Regions from separate parts of the Mus musculus genome. Here region 1 is linked to region 2. The links are chromatin contacts, called in public promoter capture Hi-C maps. All regions are on one chromosome and are shown on one strand. Each heading gives the region's core, a stretch centred on a gene start, on an enhancer-like site or on the middle of the called end of the contact. The rest is flanking DNA. Distances are from core to core; before and after follow the strand shown. Region 1 has its middle 49 kb from the start of Eif2s2. Region 2 holds the start of Ggt7 (gamma-glutamyltransferase 7).

The links. Promoter capture Hi-C pulls out the DNA fragments that hold promoters and counts their contacts.
Region 1: a contact with region 2 is called in a promoter capture Hi-C map of the HPC-7 cell line, with 7 times the contacts expected there. The contact joins the enhancer-like site here to the promoter of Ggt7 in region 2. A contact is called at or near these places in 4 of 39 promoter capture datasets (the 3T3-L1 cell line, the C10 cell line, the HPC-7 cell line and 1 more) and 1 of 9 other capture datasets (liver).

What each region holds. Positions count from the first base shown.
Region 1 is chr2:154,939,834-154,944,615 of GRCm38.p6, reverse strand. No RefSeq gene overlaps it. Among named protein-coding and RNA genes, the nearest start is that of Eif2s2, 49 kb to the right of the region's middle. Within about 2 kb of position 2,470, at least 29 of the 459 cell types and tissues checked have an H3K27ac peak or open chromatin away from gene starts, as enhancers often do. A contact at or near this core is called in the HPC-7 cell line, where this site is marked.
Region 2 is chr2:155,513,398-155,517,759 of GRCm38.p6, reverse strand. It overlaps Ggt7 (gamma-glutamyltransferase 7), which reads left to right and starts at 2,914. Exons shown (of 15, transcript NM_144786.2): 1 at 2,914-3,131. The coding sequence starts at 2,963.

The DNA of each region.
Region 1 (4,782 bases), core at 1,221-3,720, 570 kb after region 2:
ACACCTTCTCCCTCTGGTAACTTTAACCTGGTTACATAGCCATCTATCTGTTTCTCTGAGTATGGGGCAAACCCTAGGGAATCCACAAATGAAAAATATGAGGGATCCAAGAAAGCCTGGGGATAAGCAGAATATTATAAAACACAGAGAAATTGCGGTATCATAGGTGACTGACGTGAGACTAGGAAGCTAGAGAAAGTGAGAACTCTACTACGAGAATGGGCGTCACCTTGCAGCATTTATCTTTCTTTCCTGCCATGTGCCATGCTGTCCCTCAGATGTTCTCCCAGGACCAGGGGACCTGATGCCTCCCATCAGCCCCCAGGACTCAGGAAGGGCAGCTATTCGTGCTAGATTATTTTGGAGTCTGAAACTGATAACTTTCTTCCCAGCCCTTCCTCGGTGGGGGCTTTTGAACTGCTGTCTTCAGGACTTGTAAAGTCAGGCAGAGCAGGAGCTGAGCCCCCTGAAGGGCTCCTGTCAGCTCTGCTGTTCCCCCAACAACCTTTCTAACCCATAGACCATAGACACACTGCAGCTCTGCTCTTACCCAGGAACCTATCCCCTCTCTCCTTGGCTCAGAGGGTTGCCCGCTGGAGAAGCATGAGGACCTGAGCTTGGATGTCCAGGACCCACGTAGTAAGTCAAGTACAGCAGCTGTGAACATCTGTAGCCACAGCAGAGCAGGGTTGGAGGAGACAGGCAGACCCTAAGAGCTTGCCGGTTGAAGTGGCAATGCCAGGTTCAATGAGAGACCAGGCCTCAAAAAATAATATGGGTAATGATAGAAGAAAATATCTCAAATTTACCTCTGGCTTCTGTACACATCCACATGTATGTGCAGACACACCTGCATACATTCATATGCATCACATACACACACACTTAAGAAAATGGATAGAATTGTTCCCATTATGTTGTTTCACCCCATCATAGGGGTGCTCAGATTTAAAGTGCATCTCTGTGTTAACACTTTGTAAAAAGAAGGAGGAGGAGGAGAAGGAAAAGAAGAAAAGAAAAGAAAGAGACAAATGGAGAAAATGAATAGGAAAACCATTGAGTAGTAATGAGGTGTATGATGGGTGCGGGTGTTTGCCACCAAGCCGGACAACCGGAGGAACGCTGACTCCTGGGGAAGGAAGGGGAAAAAGAAGGAATAAGGAAAGCGGGGAGGAGATGGAGGAAAATAACTGATAACAGGTAACAGCTTGAGCCCAGAAACAAATATACAAGGTCTTTCCTCTTGTCTTCCCTCTACTGAGTCTGTGATGAGATCCATCAGGAAGTCTCCGGAGCAGAGCGCTGTGGCCGCCTGGGGGCAGTGCAGTCTCGCGGATAGGTTTTGCAGCCGCCGAGTTTGAGGCCCATTTCAGAGTTGGTTCTGCCCAGTAGTTTCCTTTCCTTTCTCTTCAGGTCCTCGTCTGAGTTCATCCTTATTTCAGGTTCCCACTGAATTGGTTAGGGAGGAACGGGGATCTGGGGCCTGGGGTGACACTCATTCACATAACACACCCACTTGTGTACATCCCGGAAATGTCCAGGTTCCAATTTCCACGAGGCAGAGTTAAATAAGACTGGAGGCATCTTTGAGCCAACAAACATCTGATTTAAAGAGCACAGGCTGGTCTTAAATACTGTTAACAAGTGCAGGTTGTGGAGACGTCCCATTTTCTTAGTTCTTTCTTAGCTCCTGGCTCTCCATGAACGATGGATGGAAGAAATACCCCCTCCCCGCTTTTAGGAGCTTTTAGCTATTTAGGAAAAGACATCGATTGCTCAACCGGTGCCTGCTGTCCTTGGTGCGTTGCTCCCAGTGGTTATATCAGGCCTCTACTCTAGGTTGGCGTCTTTGCCTGATGAATGCCTGGGGCGGAGGCTGGGAATCAGCAGTGTCTGTGCCCGCCCCTCTGAGCACACAGGCGCCCCATTCAAAACAATGTGGCCCTAGGCATCAGTGAAAGGGCTGCAGTCAGACTTGGCCTCACAAGGACTCACCTCTCTTTATCACCATCTCAAGCCCCGCTCAGGAAGCTCTCTCTTCGCTAACCTCAAGAGTCCCTTTTCCCTCAGTCAAAATCAGCTTCCAGCTCTAACACCCTGGGGTGATTTTTTTTAAAAATCTGTTGATTGATCCCGTGCCCTGTTTCTGGGATGGTTGCTTGCTGTCCTCTGAGCATAGGGAGTACTCTAAGCTTCCATACCCTTTTCTCACATGGTCACCTCATCTGAAATACATTTTCTGTCTCTCTGCCTGATGAATTCTTTATCTATCTTTATGTCCTAAATGAAACGTCCTAGAGCCGAGCACAGTGGTACGTACCTGTAGCTCTAGCAACTGGGAGACAGAGGAAGAAAGATCAGAAGTTCAAGGCCAGCCTGGACTCACCCCACCTCCTCCCCCAGTCTCTCCCATAGTTTCCCCCGACTCTTTCCTTCCCCTTGGAGTTCATACACAACCTTGTGGTTCCTTCCCCATTTTCACGTAGCCGGGCTTTAGCTGTGTTTTCCTGTTAGATGGTGAACTCAGTGTGGGCTTTAAACACTCAGCCAAGAGGCCGTGCTGAGGTTGCTTTGCCTCATTATCTTAAGGCTATCTCGTTAGCGGTAGCTCAGCCTAACACTGAGCACATAGGAGCCCGGTGTTCAACCCTGCTGGATATGATCAAAGCTGGAAGACATCAGGCAAAATGTGGTTATTCTTTTATTTTCACTTTCTATTTCCACTTCCCAGGAGATTTAGGTAACTGCTCCCAATTTCCTCTCTTATCATTTATAGTCCTCCTGGCCATCTGCATCCCATTACGATTTCATCTGGCTGTCTAGGGCCAACTTTCCTAGGCCTGGCTGCCTGCTCATTTGTGACTTTTATCAACCTGCTGCTCTGTGGGTGATGTTGTAGGCACTGGGTAGGCAGCAGCAAAGGACACTTTCCTAGCACTTAGACTGCAGGGGGAACAGGAGACCAAGATAGGTAAACAAAGGGGATTTCAATGACTAGGGATTCTAGGAAGGAAAGGGGGTCACGTGGTACAAAGAACAATAGAATCTCAGAGGGAAGAGTCCAGCCATGGGGGTATGTGCTAAGAAAGCCTTTCATGCAGAGGGTGAGCAGCCACACTGGTCCTGAACAGGAACAAGTGATGGAAAAGTTGTGAAGCATGCAGCTACATAAGGAGAGGGCTTGCACATTTTCCTTAGCTTGCTGGCATCCCTTCAGAGAGCCCTTAGTGGCTTTGATCCCTTCTGGGAAGTGACCAGTTCCCCCTAGCCTTCACCTCCTCACCACTCCATCCAATTTCCTCTCAGTGAATCTTGTTGATCATCTGACACATACCTGATCCCTTCATCTGATCTTGGTGACTGGAGTGCCAACTTATGGGGTTGAATCTTCCTTTGTGTGGTCTCTTATTAAGATAAGACCTCCTTCCTTGATTTCTTCAAGAAGTTCTGGGTTCTGCTCTCTTTAGGAAAGAGCCAAAGATTCAGATGGACATCCAACTGTAGCATGGGTTGGGGGACCTAGTCCCCTGTTTTGACACTCACAGGCGACTGAGCCTGGGCTCCACCTCTGTGAATCCCAGACTTATCTTCCCACATGGATTCTTTTTTTTTTTTTTTTTTTTTTTTTTTTTTTAAAGATTTATTTATTTATTATATGTAAGTACACTGTAGCTGTCTTCAGACACTCCAGAAGAGGGAGTCAGATCTTGTTACGGATGGTTGTGAGCCACCATGTGGTTGCTGGGATTTGAACTCTGGACCTTCGGAAGAGCAGTCGGGTGCTCTAACCCACTGAGCCATCTCACCAGCCCCCCCACATGGATTCTTATTATTCTCTATTCTACATTGTTGTCCAGTGGGCTCTTATGCCCAGATGGCGAGAGAGTCATCTTAGATGCCCAAGTGCTTACATAAAGGGGCTAGAGAGCTTCCTGGTGCTGGAGACATGAAAAGCTTTAAGTAAGTCAGGAGCCCATATCGAAGCCAGATGGTTCGCTTTACAGTAAAGATCACAGGGCCTGAAAACTATGAGGAAGGAGGGCCAGCCAGGGGACAAGCTCTTTGGAGTGAAGATCCTGGCATGCCTGTACTTAGGAAGGTGCAGGCCTTCTACCCACAGACTCCCTGCCCTTAGATTCCTACTGGACTCCTAGGCCAGTCAGATTCTCCTCAGGTCCAGACTAGTAGAAGGTTCAAACAATAAGGGCTGAAGAATGAAGCTGACTGTTCTCTGAAACGTCAGGCTCCCTACATCTTCCTGGTCAGATGCACCCCAACAATGCCTTTTTCTCTAATAAATTGACAAGCCCCGTGTCTCATTCTGACAGCCTCCTTAACCTGCCTTTCTACTGTGTAGAATACATTTCAAGTATTGAAAGCACTCTTACCCATTGAACATCTCTGCCTGGGGACTTTACATACCAGCACTTATGTTAGAACTTGGGAGTTCCCATCGTTACTGATACAGAAGTAGAGGTTGTCTTTAGGCAAGTTGGAGAGGGTACAGCATGCCAGGGCTCCAGCGACCTCTCTGTTCCCATCTGCATCATCGGCTCCGTGTAACAGGCAGCATTCATGGGGAAAGACCCATGACCCCATGCTCACACCGAAGACTAGGCAATGCTTTTGTTCCTAAAGACTGATTTCCTACCCACCCAGCTTCATCTTTATCAGATCCTGCGAACGAACAGTCCTAGCAACGTTGAGACATGAGATAATGTTTAGTCTCCATGTGGGCAAAATGTGATGCTTAGATGACAACGGAACTGTGAACTTTAAGTT
Region 2 (4,362 bases), core at 1,665-4,164:
GGGTGTAGCCCGGCTGGATGTGACACGAGAGGAGGCAAGGCTGTGGAGTGACCAAGTTAGGGTCTTGGAGTGACAAGGGTTGGGTTACGGCGCCGCGCAGCTTGAGACATGAAAGGCTGGCTAATAAGAGGCATTGTGTCATCCGTTGTGCAATTACCGTGGTCTGATTGCGTGATCCTGTCACTCCAGAGTTGGATAGCCAAGTGCAGTACAGTTCCTTCTGGGTGACACTCCACAGTCTCCCACCGAACAGCACCCCTATTCCGTTCCCATGGAAAAATTCCTCCGCGACCTTGAGGGCACAGATCCCCAATATGAACCTTCCTGCTAACTCGTTCTGATTCTCTCCCACCTCTTAGGACATGTCATTCTTTTTGCCTCCATAAATCTCCATCCTGATGTAAAGTACAAGACTCTTAAGTGAAGACGAGGAGGATCCTTCAGATATTGGCTCCAAACGCACAAATTCTCTTAGCACTAAAGGTAAATTCAGAAAAGGAAGGGAAATGTCACAAAGTCGGGGAGCAGATAAAGATCAAGTTATGGTCAGATCTGAGTTCTTGTATTGTTTGTTTTTACTAACATAAACAGAAAGCCAGATCTTAAAATACAAGGTCTATGCAATATAAAATAATACAAGTATAAAGAGGAAAAATTACATTCTTTAATTCACCTAAGTACACACCTATCTGCCACAAATTGAGTTTACTTCCCTCTGGCGTCCCTCTATCCTCTTCACCCAAAAGGAAGCCGAGCAGGACACCCTCCACTTCCTTCCTACAGTTATCACCAAGGACTACCTCATCTTACAATTCAGACTGTCAAAACAAGGATCTTTAATTATTTAGCTACAAGAGTGAATCTGAGGTCTGAAGCAGCCAGCTCCTGCCATTTAATGTCTACTTAGGGCTTGTGACCCATCAACTCACCTGCTACACTGATCTTTGTCCAACTGACCATATGCTTAGCCCACCCTAAACTGAAAAACACATGCTCAGACATATGATCCAGAGCCAACCCAATCCTGAGGGGAGGTTTTAAGGCTCACTAAGCACATACAGACCTTGTAGAATAGACAAGGGTCTCAGCGAGGGAACAGATACTTTCTCAAGGAGACATCAACCCCTCTGAACAAATACACACTTCATTGAAATTGCACAAACTATATTAAGAAGGCAGAGCTTTTTCTGGAGGTCTCAGACCCCTCGGAAAAGCCCTGCTTATAGGATGCAGATGGCATTACCAGGCTAAGAAACAGGCTTTCCTCTAGGAGATAAAGACTTCACTAAAGATATCTGAACCCCGATGAGAGGGTTCAGTCCTCACTGAGGGCCTTCTACATACACTGACGGAGTGGACAGCACTCAGGCCACACAGATCTCATTGGCGACAAAACTCTCATTGGAATAGAAGGAGTCACAGAAACAATGATCGCTATAGACTCCAACAATAAGAACCTCTGTATGGGGAAGAAGGCATAAATAAGTTTGCCTATTGATCTGAAGACCACCATCCCTTATTCCCAATTCCACTGCCCAGCTCTGACCCTCCATTCTTCCTAAACCTTTCTCCTGCAACTGTTCCCTATCTACTGCTGCCCCCTGCTGTCTATAAGTAGCACTGCAGCTCCATGATCCATGGTAAATGCTAAAACAGTTCAAGTCACACTGAGCCTGGAGCCAGGGACCAGGAAAGAAAGGAATATTGTGTGTCCACAGCTTCACCAATCCCATCTCCCTACTTGTGGACTGAATAGTAGAAGTTTGGACTTATAACTATCATTCTTGGAGCTAGGAGAGTGGTTCCAGAGATGGGCTTGGCAAGTACAGAAACACATTCTCCTTCTTACCTTCCCCTCTTCTTTCTTTGTTTCTTTCCTCCTCCTCCTCCTCCTCCTCCTCCTCCTCCTCCTCCTCCTCCTCCTCCTCCTCCTCCTCCTCCTCCTCTTCCTCCTCCTCCTCTCCTTTTTTCTTCTTTTGATGCTGTGTGTCAAACCCTCACACAGACAAGCACTCTACCAAGGAGTTACTTCCTAAGTTCTTAGCCGTCTATCCTTCCCATCCCACCGCCCTGCTCTACCACACCATTATTACTTCTTTTACTTTAACTTCAGAACCACATCAAGCATTCTTTAAAATGCCAAAGAATATTAAGGTTCCAAAGGCCATGCTCTGGCCTACTGAATCGCTTTTCCTGGAGTGGAATCTGAGGATTTGCTTCTAAAGATTTTAAAGTTGGGGGTGGGCTTTCAGGAAGGGCCAATCTCCTATGCTGATACATCAGGGCAGTTCCAGAAGGAGTTGGGGTTTAAAAGAGAAATGTGAGCAATCTGGGGGAGGGAGGGCACAGGAAGGAGTGTGAGATCAAAAGAGAGGTTCAAGAGGGGCCTGCAGGTGAAAAAGCAGTCAGGATGAAGTAGGGGTTGGAGATTGAAAAGGAATCTTGGGATGAAATGAAGTCAGAGTCGTAAGTCAAAAAGAACACTGCGGGTATGAAGAGTAAGTAGTCTTAGTGGGGTCGGAAAAGTAGTTTGAGATCAGAAGAGGGGAATCTTGGCGACCACAGAGAAATTTGGAGTCCAGGAAGTGAGTGGTCCGAAGAGGATCTGAAATCAAAGAGAAATTTGCGCTCAAAAGTCAGTCTGTGGTTCTAGAAGCATATGGAATCTGGGCTGGATTCAGACTGGAAGGAGGAAGGGCCAGGGATTGTTTGAGGATCCCAGAGTAGCGTCTTCATCCTGGCAACCTTCCACTGTCCTCTGGGCTCCCATCCTCCTGCACCTGCCTGCAGGCTGCAATCAGTAGACTTTAAGCAGGCGGGGGCGAGTCATACTAGGACACTGCTGACGGTGGGGGCGCCCCCTCCCGGCTGTCCAGGAGCTCAGACCCCGCCCTCCGCCCTCGCACCCCCCTCTTCACTGCCACTTCCGGCAGGCGCTGCGCTGCTGGGGGTTAGGGCGAGGATGGCGGCTGAGAACGAGGCTAGCCAGGAGAGCGCCCTAGGCGCCTACTCACCAGTGGACTATATGAGCATCACCAGCTTCCCGAGGCTGCCGGAGGACGAGCCAGCGCCTGCGGCCCCACTGAGGGGCCGTAAGGACGAGGACGCCTTCTTGGGAGACCCGGATACTGGTGAGGCCCTCTGGCCCCATCCCTGCCCCGCCTTGGGGGGTTGAGGGTGGGGGCTGGTGTCCTGGTCCTCCTCCTCCTGTTCTGAGCATCCATTTCCAATCTCCCATCTCCTTCATTCATCCTCTGCATCCTGGACCTCTCCCCTTCTTCCTCAGCCCTGTTAACTGTCTGGTGGGAAAGGGGGTATTTTTGCCTTGGAGGCGTAGGATGCGACACGGGAGGGGATGCAAGGACTGCAGCAGGAGAGATTATGATTACCTTTTAGGAAGAACCTATTGAGAAAAAAGGGATGCTGGAGGGGAGAGCCTAAAGAACAGCTGTGGTCACCTAGTAAAAGCTTTTCTCTAGCCACAGAGGACAGGATAGAAAAGCCAAGTAGGAGACTGCAGCAGGCGGGATGGAGTCTAGATCTTCAGGAGAACTTCACCATAGCCAGGGATTATGGGAAGCAGAGTGTCCCGAGAAGAGCTGAGAATCTATCTCTTCATGTCCAGAGAGGGGTAAAGAAAATGTGATTCCTCTCTGTCTGGGGATTCTGGGTATTGGGAGACAAGGGGATGGACGGCATGACCTCTCAAAGTCCTTGGGGACTACAGTGCCTTTGCTGTTCTGTGGATTACCCTACCCCTTCCAGAGATGGGGATCTGGCCCGGATGTTAGTCAGGTCGGTAGGAGCTTCTGGTCAGCAACAAGATCTGTGTTCTCCACCCTCTGCTGAAACTGAAGGAGATGGAGTTTGGGAAGGAAGCTGGGCTTGAGAGAGGGAGCTGGGGACCAAGAGATCCGTTGGTATTCCTCCCCTATTGCTATCTCTCCTGCCCATGTGGTCCAGCTCTGTGCTCCCCACCATTCTTTATCCAGCATCCCTCTGCCCTCTTTCCTTCAACGTCACTTCCTGGCACCAGAGCATTCTTCTGCTCCCTGACTTCCTCCTGGTGGTGCCTGCACTTGAGCTATATCCCTGTCTATACCGGAGGATGCTGCTCCGGCCCTTTCTAGCCTGGCTCTTCCATTGTCACTCCCAGCCTGGCGACTGAAATCCTCTCCTCTGCTTCCTGACCACCAGAACCCACCAGCCTGACTGGATCTCACTTTACCTGTGATGGGATTAAGAATGGGCTGTGTAGACTTTGGGACCTCAAATGTCAGAGCTGCCTGTCAAAACTAATTTTCTTGGGGGGGGGGCGCAGGGTAGCCTTGGCGGTACAAGAGTGGATGTGGGAAAGGATGT